2 separate regions of the Rattus norvegicus genome follow, and region 2 is linked to region 1. The links are chromatin contacts, called in public Hi-C maps. All regions are on one chromosome and are shown on one strand. The core of a region is the stretch at or near the end of the contact, and the rest is flanking DNA. Distances in the headings are between cores, read along the strand shown. Region 1 has its middle 37 kb from the start of Ttpa. Region 2 holds the start of Ttpa (alpha tocopherol transfer protein).

Region 1 (2,966 bases), core at 291-2,790:
TTACACTTTGAGGGTCAAACCTAAGGCATTGCCTGTTAGGAAAGCACTCTGCCACTAAGCTGTATCTGCAGCCCTTGGGAACTTTTGAGGCAGTGGCTTCTATGTAGCTCAAACTGCTACTCAACTCACCTCATAGCCAAAACTCACCTTCAGTTTCTGACCCTTCTGCCTTTGTATTGAGATCACAGACACATATGATTACACTAGCCCAGAGGAGTGCTTTTAAAACCATCTTTACCAATTTCACTGCTAACAACACCACTCAGAGTATCTGGAGAGTACAAGCACCTGTTGTCTCCTTTCCAGAATCCCTGAGGCACATTGTGAGAACTCCTTGGTCTTTCGGTCGCTTCAGTATCATCTAAAGGACTTCTGTCATCATAGCAACATCCTAGGGACACTTAGTCCACAGTTTTGGTATCTGATGACTCCTTTGTCTCAGATACATAAGTGTTATGTACTTTCTGAAGTTACTAATCCTGAAGTGCTGCCCAGTCCTCAAAGCCAAAGCAAACCAAAGCAACCACAACAACAAATCAAATCAAATCAAATCAAAACCACCACCACCAACAAAAATCCCAAAACAAGAAAAACAAAACAAAACTCAAGCATCATTTATCATATTGATGACCATTTGGCAATGATCAGAATCATATTCACGAATAGTAACTTGAAACTGTGATCACATGTTCATGAGACTGTCTTTTTAAAAACAGTTTATAAAAGCATCAATAGTTTAGAGAATAAATTTGCATTCTTGGATTCTCTAAAGTATAAAGATTTTATTGTATGAGTTCATTGATAGGGATAATAAACTCTATCTAAACTTGATTACATAATATTCAATTTACAGTTTTTCAAAACTAACAATGGAAATTGCTAAGATTTCTGTTAGTTTGAATACTTTTTAAAAATTGTTTAAATTTAAAATGATTGTTAAGACTTATGCCCCATAATAACCTAATAGAAACCAATACTCATGACCCCATATTCTGGTCCAATTTCTGACACCTTACAAAGGTACTCATTATGTTTGATGAATAAAATAGTTGAATAAAAAAAACTATTATAACCATGATAGATTGCCAGCTACATGCACAAAGTTTATCGTATTCTTATCAATTCATATTCATATTAATGTCTTATAGCTCTAGATTTCCTTGTTTGGAAATCCAACTTGTATTGGATACCACTTAAAATTTTAAGTCCTGGAAAAGCTCCTCCCACCCTAAAGTATTCCCTGGAGATGGCAGCTGTGTGTGACCTCCCTTGGCCAATCAAGGGAGATTGTACTTATTGCTGTAATTGCTGCAGCACATCCTACTGCTGGCCTCAGCTATTTTGCGGTAGTTCCCTGAAGAGACAGATATTCCACACTGGGCTTTCTCCAGAGCCACAGACCTATACTACTCATGTTGACACAGCTTGGCCAACTATAGCAGGAAGGTGGTTCTTGACATACTCTCTAAGAGGTTCCCACAGGCTTTAAGTGACCTTTAAATACTTAGTGAGCTGGGCAATGAGCTTCTGTGAACACAGACCTCTCTATTCAGGTATGATTACCTCCCCTGGGCAAGCCTCTGGGTTCACTGCACACCCTTGTTGGAGCACTTGGATTCACATTACCAAACAATTTAGATTAGCTCTGTTGACTTAATTCCATGAAAAGTATTGGTTTTGTAATGCTTTAGTAGGCAAACCTGTTGACATCTCTCTTTGACCAACTGTAATTGGATGTTCTACAAATGGCATGCTGTTGTGTTTCTTTTGTTATAGCTTTTGCAAGCTTCTTAAAGGCAAATGAATATAAAATGATATTCAGTGACATTTTTGAAACATTTTAAAGATTTTATGAGGTATAAATGTACATACAGGCTTTTTTGGAGGACTGTTTAAACTTGGCTGAGAGGACAGAAGTCAATTTTCATAACTGTTCTCCAGAACTAACTGAAAGGGCAAGGCTGAGTAAACACATACCGGAGTTGGTCTTTGGATATTTACAACACCAGGAAGTGTATGAAAGGCCACTGCTGAATCAACAGAGTGCAGCTGTCATGTTTGTCCCAAAACTGTGCGAGACACTTTTGCTATTTCTGAAATATGACAGGAAATGACTTTCAAGTAAGAGAAAAGCTATGCATTATTTTATTGTTGTTCATTTGCTTGCTTTTCAGACAGGTTCTAAGTATATAACCCAGCCTGTCTTCAAACTTAGACTCCTTCTTTCTTAGCATACTGAGTGTACCTGACAAGAGTCATTTAAGTCCTGAAATAAGGTGTTTTAGTTTGACATTACGAAATAAAGTTCCAGGCAGTCTAGCATAGTGCCTAGCACAGAGATGATACTTTATAAACACTCGTAAAATAAGTTAATGATCAGCACCAACGTTTAAATGTTTCATTTGTTATGTGATCAATAACTGAGAAGTCAACTTTCTCTAAATTATACTGCCAAGTTGTAACATGCATTTAATCACTTCTTTAACTCCTCACTGAACATAGGAATTTCCAGATCTTAGTTAAGTGGATTTCAGGAAAACATAATATTTATTTTTATTTTTTTTTCAAGACAGGATTTCTTTCTGTAGCCCTGACTGTCATGGAACTCACTTTGTAGACCAAACTGGCCTCAAACTCAGAGATCAGCCTCCTGCCTCTGCCTCTTGAGTGCCAGGATTAAAGGTGTGCAACACCACTGCCCAGCCTAACATTTATTTTTATTAAATATAAAATACTTGGGGAAATATACAGATAAAATATATTGTTCAAAGTGTCATAGTATCTCTTTGGTCAATATTCATTCCTCTATAGTATTTTAATCCTATAGGCTTGAATTTTGGAGGTGAGGGAACTAAACTAGATTGTATCCAATTGAAAGTCCTCAAGTTTAGTTTAGTTTAAAAATTTAGTGTAAAATAAACTAATGGTCCTTACAAATGTTTAGTGTTTCATTTATTGTATAATCA
Region 2 (2,966 bases), core at 270-2,769, 37 kb after region 1:
GGTAACATTCGAAAAGTTAAAAAAAAAAAAGGTGGAAAGGTAACCAATAGGGATGAATAGGGATGAGCTTCTAGGCAAGGGCGGCCCACGCCCTGGAGAGGTGAGGCTGGAGAGTTGTGGGGGTAGAGGGTAGGGTAGAGCACACCTGCCATACCCTGGAATGAGGAGGTGGAGGGACAGAGAGATGCTGGCACAACTTCGGGGACAGGTCCACTTTGATATGTTAAAAGGGACCTTAGACATTTATCCCAGGATTTGAGACTTTTAACAATTTTCTGATTAGATTCTGGTTATGTAATACTGTTCCTTCTCCCTCCTCAACATAGAAGTCAAAGCTCACAGCCCCTTAGCCCCAAGCGTCCCAGGCCAGCTCTCTTAGTGATTCCGAAATTCACATATCACAGCGGATTCTCTATCAGCTTTGCCTTGTTTCCTGTTGTTTGCAGATTGTTCTCCTACACCATGTAGATTTATTTCTGTTGCTTTTCCCTCCAGACCACGCAAAAATGAAAACGTCTCCAAGGTAGGAGTTTTGTTTTGAAAATACCCACCAATAATCAGAACATGGTCTCTACCCAGGAACCACTCCGTCAGACATTCTTGCTCTGAGTTCCTTTAAGGCTGGTTTCACTCGCGAAATCAGCGTTTCGTGAACATGCACACTTGAACTGCCACCTAGACAGAACGGAGTCCGTAAAACTAATTCCTCTTCTGTCTAGGTGGCAGTTCAAGTGTAGGGTAATTTTAATGGATGGGAATGAAGGGGAAAATACCTCCATGTGTTCAGATTTCTGGGTCATCTCTGCCTACTCTTCTTCACCTGACATCCTTCAGATTCCATCACTTAAGGGTCTTGACTGAGAGACTGTGAAGCCTAAACACAAGCATCATTAGTGTTTAAAACGTGCCCTCCCCTACCCGCTCTCCTTGTATATATGACTCTAGTAGAGCCAGATGCCAAGATCTGGAAAGTATTTTCCTGGAGAGAAGCAAGGAGGGGGGAGGAGCAGCGAGACTGCGGAAGGTGGCTTCCTCGAATTGCATTTTGGAAACTAGTTAGAATATTAGAGCTGGCCTGAGCTCAGCCTTAAGGAAGGGATCGGGTTGGGGTGCGGTAGGGTGTTCCTGAGTGTCTGACACCCAGACTAATTAAAGAGCCCTTTAAAGCCTCTTTACCTTGTTTCCTGATTCCAAAACGGAACAGAGGGGGAAGGGCAACGAGGAAAGGGAAAGAAAAGTTCTCTGGCAGCCTGATTAGAAACATTCCAAGTAACTGTGACTTCACCTTCTTTGGGTTCAACACTAGAGGCTTTCCTTCACTGGGTCTGGCTGCGGCTACCCTGATGAGCAGCGGAGGGCACCATGTGCGTTCCTTTAAGAGGACTCCTTGGCGGTTGTACCAGCGGGACACCGGAGATCCGGGCGGCACCGGGTGAGTGTGCGCGGGGCGGCGGCCACGGCGGGGGGCGGAGGATGGCTCTGGGCCCACATTTTTCCCCCTGCCGCCGGGACAGCGCGGCGGGCATGGCAGAGATGCGGCCGGGGCCAGTGGTTGGAAAACAGCTCAACGAGCAGCCCGACCACTCGCCCCTGGTCCAGCCGGGCCTGGCCGAACTGAGGCGCCGGGCGCAGGAGGAGGGCGTCCCAGAGACCCCGCAGCCGCTCACAGACGCTTTCTTGTTGCGATTCCTGCGTGCCCGGGATTTCGACCTGGACCTGGCCTGGCGCGTAAGTGTGAACCCGGGCGGGCAGACCGCGGCGGGGCTGGGATCCACGCGTACCGAGCGTGGCAGTGTGGCTGCAAGCGCGCCTAGACCCGGGATTCCGCCCGTCGATGCTCTGGTTCCCGCTGCCGTGGAGGACCTCCCCAGGACTACTAGAGTCCCCGCGATTAACAAAGTGGAGACCTCCTGGGGTGCTCAACTGTGTTACACACCTGAGGAGACAACTCCAGGAGTGGACAGAGGAGGGGACAAAATGGACATCTGAAGGCATCTTGAAAAAGATTATGTTAATAGAGCTAAATGACAGCACAGTCAGTTTGGTTCCTTTGAAATCCAGGGCAGGACTGGCGATTCTTTTGTGTTTCAGGTCTTCACACCACACTGAGAAAGAGCCATGGAGCCAGAGAGATGCGACCTTGACTTTGTCCCTCTTGGGGTCAGCACTGTTATCTGTCCACTAACTGTGAGGACATGACAGTAGTTTCGAAAATTGCACATTAACCTGGAATGTTAGCACAAGGTGTGCCAAGCGCTCTGGTTGGCATGGGATAACTAGTCAGTGGTCAGCGAAGGACTAATCTAGACCTTTCTGCAAGGGAAAATACTTAGGCTGTGGAATTCCAACATGCTCTTCTTTCATGCAACTAATTTTATTGGATAATCACCGAGTATGGCAAAAACAACAAACAATATAAAACAGTAAAAAGTTCAAAAGTATTTCCTAAAAGAAAAATTCCCAACACAAACTTTAGTTAGACCGTGAGTACCCAGAAGAGTGGTATCATCTACTACTTTAAGCATGTGCTTTTTGCTCATGCAAACAGGCGTTTGTGTTTTTTATTTTTTATTTGGCTTTTCTCAACTGCTTGTTGCACAGAATGTTGATGGAATTGCTATCAAACCATGACATAAATAATACACGAAGGGTATCTAACCAGTTCCGTGTTTGTGGCTTTAGCGATTGTTTCCAGGTGCTATTAGGCTCCCTCCATCCCTACATTCAGCAATGGGGACCCGGTGCTGCCATGCTCACCGTTCATCTCTTCATTTAGTGTTTCTCTCTATTTTTCTCTTTTTTTATATCCGCAGTCTTCTGCCTCACAGTATAAAATATGCCACCAGCAGGTGGGTATATGAGTTTGTCTTCATGTTTAATCTCTACACACAGATCAGAACATATCCTTATGTATCCTTATTGAGTAAATTCACCAGTTGCAGACGGAAGGTGCCCGCATTTTTACT

Evidence for each region. Hi-C and Micro-C count contacts between places; a contact is called where the count stands out from the background.
Region 2: a contact with region 1 is called in a Hi-C map of liver, with 2.8 times the contacts expected there. The contact joins the promoter of Ttpa here to the enhancer-like site in region 1. A contact is called at or near these places in 2 of 12 Hi-C or Micro-C datasets (kidney and liver).

The regions. Positions count from the first base shown.
Region 1 is chr5:38,256,326-38,259,291 of GRCr8, forward strand. No RefSeq gene overlaps it. Among named protein-coding and RNA genes, the nearest start is that of Ttpa, 37 kb to the right of the region's middle. Within about 2 kb of position 1,541, at least 5 of the 93 cell types and tissues checked have an H3K27ac peak or open chromatin away from gene starts, as enhancers often do. A contact at or near this core is called in liver, where this site is marked.
Region 2 is chr5:38,292,902-38,295,867 of GRCr8, forward strand. Ttpa (alpha tocopherol transfer protein) reads left to right here and starts at 1,520. Exons shown (of 5, transcript NM_013048.3): 1 at 1,520-1,728. The coding sequence starts at 1,525.